Linked DNA regions of Triticum aestivum: region 1 is linked to region 2. A link is a contact called in public Hi-C data. All regions are on one chromosome and are shown on one strand. Each heading gives the region's core, a stretch centred on a gene start, on an enhancer-like site or on the middle of the called end of the contact. The rest is flanking DNA. Distances are from core to core; before and after follow the strand shown.

What was found. A called contact is a pair of places that touch in the nucleus more often than the background predicts.
Region 1: a Hi-C map of leaf shows a contact between it and region 2, with 4 times the contacts expected there. The contact joins the promoter of LOC123125801 here to the promoter of LOC123123268 in region 2. A contact is called at or near these places in 1 of 5 Hi-C or Micro-C datasets (leaf) and 1 of 1 datasets of contacts at active chromatin or transcription factors (leaf).

The regions. Positions count from the first base shown.
Region 1 is chr5D:506,138,487-506,142,695 of IWGSC CS RefSeq v2.1, reverse strand. LOC123125801 (cysteine-rich and transmembrane domain-containing protein 1) reads right to left here and starts at 2,819. Exons shown (of 3, transcript XM_044546254.1): 1 at 2,522-2,819; 2 at 2,260-2,380; 3 at 1,831-2,111. The coding sequence starts at 2,804. The coding sequence ends at 2,039. LOC123123270 reads left to right here. Exons shown (of 6, transcript XM_044543750.1): 5 at 1-151; 6 at 228-502. The coding sequence ends at 333.
Region 2 is chr5D:505,810,520-505,814,326 of IWGSC CS RefSeq v2.1, reverse strand. LOC123123268 reads right to left here and starts at 1,539. Exons shown (of 3, transcript XM_044543747.1): 1 at 727-1,539. The coding sequence starts at 1,425.

The sequences.
Region 1 (4,209 bases), core at 1,570-4,069, 330 kb before region 2:
AAGCCCAGCTAGCGCAGCAGCAGCAGCTGGGCATGTCTGGAAACCAGAGCGCACAAGCCCAGCTAGCGCAGCAGCAGCAGCTGGGCATGTCTGGAAACCAGAGCGCCCAAGCCCAGCTAGCGCAGCAGTTCAAACAAGCGCCGCAGTCGATGTAAGTATCCCCAGTTCTTGGCCGGTTTTATGCCGCCATCAACTGCTTCAGTCCCTTGATCCGCGCTGTGTTGTAGGAACTCGTACGGCATGCGGGTGCCGCCTGTGAAGGTGGAGGCGTTCCACGAACTGGTGAGCGGGGACTCGTCCAGCGACACCAGCAAACTCACATCTCCAAAGTAGATCATCCATCCCTGTGCCGATGAAATGTACACTGTATAACTCTGTAATGTACAAAAGGGACGTACGTTCACTGTACTTGCAATTCTACCGTCTCATCTGTTTTCACCAGCCCGTGTATCGTAGATGCAATGCAAGAGGTTTATACTACTTACTAATTGAGGTGATTTAAGTAATGTGTACGTTATTATTAGCTCATGCGTTTTCACGGTACCAAACTTACCTGTCTCAGCAATTTCCGGTTTCTAAGAGTGGATTTTTGGCTCCCGGCCTACATGGAGCCTGAATTTTTAAACAATACAAAAAAAATAATCATATTTTGAAGTTTAAAAATTTCTGAAAAAAATACACGTGTACATAGGGATCTTATCTACAAGTATGTAAATTTTCATGATGAAATAAGTTGTTATGTGAGCAACAAAAAAAATGTAAGTTTTCATGATGAAATAAGTTGTTATGCGAGCAACAAAAAAATTTTTCATGAACTTCTATAGTGAACAGTACATGTGCTAAAAATGCATGATATTGCTTTTTTTTAGCCCACATCATGGAACTTTTCACACTTGTAGACCATATCCCAAATGTACATGTGTATTTTTCAGAATTTCTCGGAACTTCAAAATTTGAGTTGTGAGTTTTTTTTTTAAATTTTCAACGGGGGGGATCAGCCGCGCGGGGCAGCCAGGGCCTAGTTGTGAGTTTTTCAAATTTCGAGTCCCATGGAGCTCAAGCTCCATTACCAATTTCCAGTTCTCCATACATCCATCGCTATTGGCTGGACGGTAGTCATCAACTTGAAGTTCTTTATCGAACAAGGAAAATGTGTTTCATGTCTTGTGGTTCTGATTCCAACTTGATTCCAACTGAACGATGGCTGACAGACATGTATGATGTACTCTGTAGGGCTGAGGGCCCAATTAAATGATTTTCAGATAAATTTAAGATACTGTTCAGAATTTATTTTTATTTTTATTTTTGCGTTGAGTGGAATAATTTGCAAGTTTACAGACTACATTTTTTTATTCCCAAAATCATCGTAGACTCTTTTCTTGTTTTTGAGAAAGTGATCCAGTAAACGTCCTTTTCTGCAAGATCGTTCCAACCGTCTGTCAACTGCTCCCTCAGTCCCTTTCGACACCTGATTATCCACCGCACGTCCAGAGAACCCACGGTGATGGTCATCTCTACCGTCTCTATCAGAGCTATCTCATTTTTTCTGTCAATTTTTTTGTTCGAATCACCTGTTTTTTTTTTTTGCCCTTTTATCTTTGTTCCGAGCACCTGCTTTATAGCAGGATAGTATTGCTTTAGCATTGATTCTCGCAAATTGTTGTTACCTTTCGCTCTCGTTCAGTGCAGAGATGTCTCGCCCGCGTATCCACATTCCACCCAACCACAATAATCCAGAATTGATCACAAATCATCACTACTGAGCACAATGAATGAGCAACACGTGCAAGGGTACAACTAACAACAAGCAGAGGAAAAGGGATGCGGATGGAAGATGGTAAGATCATAAAGCCTTTGTTACTGATGGATTCGAGTTACACAGGTAGGCAGCACCGTAGTGAGATAACAATAATAAGCGAATACATGCATACATATATAGAGAGAGATCATCATATATAGCGTGGCAACAACGTGGTAAATAATATCCTTGAGGCCATCTCTTTGTACAGTTGACGCATGCCGGGCTTGGCCGGCTGATCTAGCCGACGAAGATGATGGAGGGGTCGCAGCAGCACTCGTCGATCAGGCAGCAGCAGCAAAGCGCAGCCAAACTGCACAGCAAGAACGCAGAGTCAGTTGAGTACTAGGTAGGTAAATTAGCTAAGCTAGTGAGTTGAGCTAGCGTGGGAGCCAAATCATGAGAAAAAGTAGCGGCCGGGAACAAGCAATTAGCCGTGCAGGAGGTAATTGAGTACGTACCAGCCTTCGAGGAAGCTGGGCTGGGCGCGCGGCGGCGGCGCGGCGTACTGCGGCGGCGCCATCACCGGCGGCCCCTGGTACGGGCCGCCCTGCCCCTGGTATGGCCCCCCCTGGTAGTAACCTGCATACATAAATGACCAATAACAGACCATCAAGATCAAGATCAAGAAACGAAAAGAAAACCCGGCCGCATCTTGGATCCTCTTCTGGTTCTTCTCTGCAGACTAAAGAGATGATGAGGGTGAGCTGAGCGCTAGCGTACCTTGCGCGGGGTAGGGGTAGGCGTACTTGGGGTCGCTCATCCTGATCTCGCCCGAGACGACGAACTCGCTACTCTGTACGAGTCGACAGTGACGCCGGGGACGGATGGGGAAGGAAGCGGCTGGAAGGTGATGGACGGGTAACAGTGGAGCAGGTAAATGAAGTGGGTGGCTAATGGCGTTTCTGGGCGGCGGCCGCGTGTACTTATAGCCGGCCGGCGAGGCAGCCGTGTGCGTCTCGCGCGGTTGGACGTGGCGCGCGCGGGGTAAAGGCGGGTAGGCCATGCGTGTCGGCCGAAGCGAAACGATGCTTCTCCGGTGTGGCGAGGCATCTGGAAAAGCGCGCAAAAGAAGGCCGCCGAATCGAACCCTCACCGGGTTGCTTTGCTTTGCTTTGCAACGAGGTTTTGGCATCCGATTCCATCCCAGCCGTGCGTTGTGTTCCTACCGCGCTGCGCGTATGCCTTCTCTTCTCCTCTGCTGCGCCGGTGCACGCTGGCATGGGCAATGGCAGCCTTGTCATCCTTCCGTTTCGCGGTTCGAAAAGGGATTTTTCTTTCCGTTTTAGGCGGCTGGCTTGGTTCTGGTACCGGCTCGATCGCTGCCGACCCCCCCAAACATAGCAGCAGGCCATGTGGTCAAGCCGCGTGGGCGTGGTCTGGCCCTGGAGGAGTTTCGCACGTCTTCACCAGGCCAGCAGTGCTGTCCCGGCTGTTCTCCGGTACGCCACCTTTTTCAATTTTTGTTGGGATTTCTTTTTGAATACCTATTGCTCATTGGTCCATGATTTTATTTATTACTCGAGCCGCCGGATTCGTATCCCCAGCGAGGTGGAACGGCGAAGGAGGTGAAGCAGGGAGGAGACCTTGTCAATGGTTAGAGCAGCTCTTTTAAAGAGATGTTGTATGCGACCGATCGCGGTTTTTTTCCCTCGAATATGCATGAGTGTGCATATTATATGTATTAAAGAAGAAAGACAAAGTTTACACGTACATCAAGACACGCTACTCCTCACTACGCTCTCACCTCGTTACCGTAATGAAGAAGGGGTTTACATTCCCTTCCAGTAATCCGGCCGTCGACCACACCATGCCCTCTAACCTTACTCTATGTAGTAACTGCTCGATTGACGTCCGTGCTCCCTCGAACACGATAGCATTCCTATGCTTCCACAACTCCCAAACTGTTAACACAAAGATGGTGTATGGATTCTTCCGGCTCATGGTGTATACAAAGATGGTGTACACAAAGATGGTGTATAGGTTGCGGAAGGCCATGGTGGTTATGCGGATGATATGGTGGAGGGCCTAGGAAAACTTGCCAAATTTTGGAAAATTTGATGGTGCCAAATGATGTTGGAACCTATCTAGGTGGATGGGGGATGTCAATAGCTTCTCGACGAGCTAAAGAACGCGAAAATCGGACTCCGGATGTGGAAGTTATGGTCAAAACGGTGAAACTCGGAAGGATGAATCGGGGTGGGGCGGTAGTACCGCTTGGGAGGGCGGTAGTACCGCTTGGGAGGGCGGTAGTAACGCTTGTGGTGCTCAGCGGTAGGACCGCTTGGAATGGCGGTAGTACCGCTCGTGTCGGGAAAATTCGCAGATCGGTATCGGGGCGAAATTGGGGCGGAAAAGGATGATTTCGGGGGCAAAATTGGATGGATTTCGTGGATGGAAAGTGGTTAAAC
Region 2 (3,807 bases), core at 290-2,789:
ATGCTATACAGCCTAGCTCGACTGTACAGAGCTGAGAAAGGAGAGTTTCTCAGGATGCACTTGACAGCACTTTGAAAAGTTACCCAAAATATGACAGAAGATTTGATGATGATGATGATGATTCCTTACCAACAAAAGAAAAGTTGGGATGAATGCTACAATAAGCCCAGCATTAGATTGCATAATACAGATTGCTTGCGATAGCAGCAACAGTTTGGGAGAGCTCAAGAGCGAACGTTACACATGACACATGAGACCAACAGAATTGCGTACACCCAACCAGTACAACAACGGCCACCACATAGCTATCACAACACGAAATGCGCAAAGCCTATCTACTTCAAGCAATGTGACAAAATGCAGAAAGCCTATCTATATCTACTTCATCGGCACATTCAAAGCAAAGCGACACTTGTATCTGGGCCATGTGATACAACCGATGCCAGCAATGTGAAGCCACATGACCACTGGCAGACAATTGCTGTGCATTGTGGGGAAATAATCTAAGTGTTTCTCCTAAGCGCGATTAGCATTCCAAAAGCACTAATCTAACACTTAGATGCAGTTCAGATTCAACTATTCTGCGAATTAAAACTGCGAAGCGCCTAGCAAAACTAGCAATTCGACGGACACAGAGACGAGCATTGCGAAGTCAATGCCGTCGTCAGGACGAAAACGGAAGTCAATTATTCGCAATCAGACGCAAGAGAAGAAAAAGGGGGATACCTCCAGCTTGGAGAGCCTGGGCTCCGGCTTGGGCTTGGGCGGCGGGGGCGGCGCGTAGTCCGGCGGCGGCGGGGACGTCTGGGACTTGGTGGGCCGGTGGTGCGCCTCGTAGGGGGTGGGGGCGGGCCTGAGCTTGGGCGCGGGCGGCGAGTCCGGCGCGAGGGCGGCGGGGGGCGCCGACGCGGCCTTCTCGGGCGCGGGCGTGGCCGGGCCGGGGGTGAGCACCTGCACGATCTCGACGTCCCAGAGCACCCAGTCCTGGGTGGCGGTGCGGTGCGGCACGTCGTGGGTGACGGAGTTGCGCCAGGGCGGGACGCCCCCGTTGGCGCGGAGGTACTTGTCCCCGCCCCCGCGGACGCCGCCGGCGCGGGACTTGAGGCGCACCTGGAAGCCGTCGCGGACGGGCTCCCACTCGACGGACGCGTCGGGGCGGCCCCCGGGCGCCGCGGCCGCCTGCAGCACCTTGCGGCCCGTCATGCCCAGCAGGAACGGCTCCGTGGAGGCGGCCAGGTAGCGGCCGTACCTGCTGCGGAGGCGCACCGCGCCGGGCGCGTGCGGCACGGGCTCCACCGTCCAGCGCGCGCTCGGGGAGGAGCCGTTGCGGTCCTGCGTGACGTGCAGCTCGTCCTCGTCCGCGTACAGGAACTTGTCGTGCCGGCTCTTCAGCCGCACCGCCTTGGCGTGCGCGAACAGCTCCATGCGCGGCCGGGGCTCGGCGGCGGCGGCGGTGGACTGGTAGTTGTCTGAGGGAATTCTCTCTGGGATGGTAGGCGGCGAGGTTGACGACGGGGCGAGGCGAGGTGATTGATTTTGGTTGTGGCTGTGCGCGGGGTTAATAACGGGGTGCGGGGTGTGGCTGCGAGTGGGGTCGGGCTGTAGGTGGGGCCGGTCTGTCGGTGAGGGCAGGGGTTTGTGCTGGTTTGACCCGTTCGGCGGCTGGGGCGCACGTCGGGCGCGGCGTGTTCGCGGAAATGGTGCGTTTGCGGTGCGGCGGGGGTCGGACTGGACCGGACCGGACACCGTTTACCACGCTGTCCTCGCCTCGTTTTACAACAGTTTTTTCTCCGCTTTCCCACGGCAGCGTTTCCGTCCCGCTGCGAGACTGAAACTGATGCAGCGTCACGTTTGGTGTAATCTTGTTGGGTTGTGCTCCTTCTGTGGATGAACAGACGCCAATAATATTAAGTATACTTCTCTCTGAGTTGCTTGGTGTTTAAGTATAGTATATACACAAATATTGGTCATGATCTTCCCATGATCGGCATCTTAGATACACGACTATCAATTCTGGTTTTAGTGGAATGCAATTTGGGCAAGTGGGATCCTGATAGGATGGCCCATCATAAATGATTTCTCGAGATCTAGGACATAATAATTTCCAAAAAATCAGCGTCGTCCTCGCAAGAAAGAAAGAAAGAAAGAAAAACCGCGTCGATCGCGCACCAATCTCGGAGAAACCGCGATGCGGGCAATGAGTACCTACGACTTTTGCAGGCATTAAATCTAGACGAGGAGGCACGAGGGTCTCTACGATCCATCCGCTTCTCCCCTTCCGACCTCTGTCTCAGATCTCAGCAACGAAAGGGCCTTGGGCGTGGGAGGAGCACATGGCGGCGATAGCGAATCACGGGTATTGGGCATGGGGGGAGCGCATGGCGGCGGCGATCGCGGGCGGCGACGAGAAAAAGATGACGATGCTTCGCCATATCTATATGTGGTACAAGGATGCGGAGGAGATGCATCGGGATTCACGCCTGGTGATTCGATAAGCTTCGAAGGAGGAACGGATTCAGATCAAGGGGAAGTCCCCGCTCGAGATCATCTATTGGGCGATGATGGAGGGGAAACCCGATGATCTGGGGCGCGCATGGTGGAAACCTTACGCGTCACGCGATTGGGTTTTGTCCGACCTAGACAGGGATGATTTGGGGGTGGTGATCATGACAGTGAGGTCGTCGCCACGCAGTCGGGCGACGCCCGTCGTGACCGACAACGGCGTGCGGGTGGTGCCTAGGAAGAAGGTGGTCCGGGTGGTTTCCCAACTGCCGCGTCGCTCTCCTCGGTTCCCCCGACGTTCTGCACGGATCCAGGCGCTTGCACGGAGCGTCGACGATGAGTAGGTGTCTCCCTGGCTAGCAGTCAATTTTGGCTGCTAGCCGGGAAGGAGTCCGACGATGAGGACTCATGCGGCCGTTTTGCTGCTTCGTTTTACAGTAAGATTGTTGGTCTCTACAATTTTTTACATTCTCATGTACAAATTAATGGTGTGAGGATTTGTAGCTGCGAGAAATACGGTTCAGAGATGTGATTTGCATGCTTCAAATAGTTATTTGTTGGATTTTTCAACAAAAGATGATCATGCCGCTGATTTTGATTATAATATTGCTAATGGGGATGATTTGTCCTCGGTTCTTTAACATCAGAAGGGGATGATGCCACTTATATGATGTCTTTCTACCCACATCCCGGTTGGTGTGAAGAAAGGAGCCAATTTCTTCATGGCTAGGTTTGTTTAGCAGGAGTGACAACAGAAAAAAATATCTCTTAGTAAACTGGGACAATGGCTTTAGACCTAAAAAGCAAGGGGGCCTAGGGATTAGATATCTTGGCCTCATGAGCACATGTATGTTGGCTAGATGGTTATGGAAGTTAGAGACTATAAATGGTCTCTAGCAAACAATTCTCCTGAACAAATATGTTCGGAATGGTTGTTTTTCTGCAACTAAACCTAAGACTGGGGACTCCCATTTTTAGTTGAGTCTCATGAAAATAAAAGACATATTCTACCAACATTGCAAAAATAAGTGGGTAATGGCAAAAATAGTTGATTTTGGGAAGATTGGTAGGTGGATAATAAACCTCTTTAAATCTCTCTTATGCTAGACTGCACAATTTGAGTTTTGATTACAATATTATTGTAGTTGATACCATGCAGAAAGGTTGGGAGGATTTTAGATTTATAAGAACTAAGTGGATAATACTCTAGCTCTTGGGGATGACATAAAAAATGGATGTGAGAAATTGTGGTGTCTAACAACAAGGATTCTATCAAGTGTATGTTAACTGTAGACAGTCTTTTTA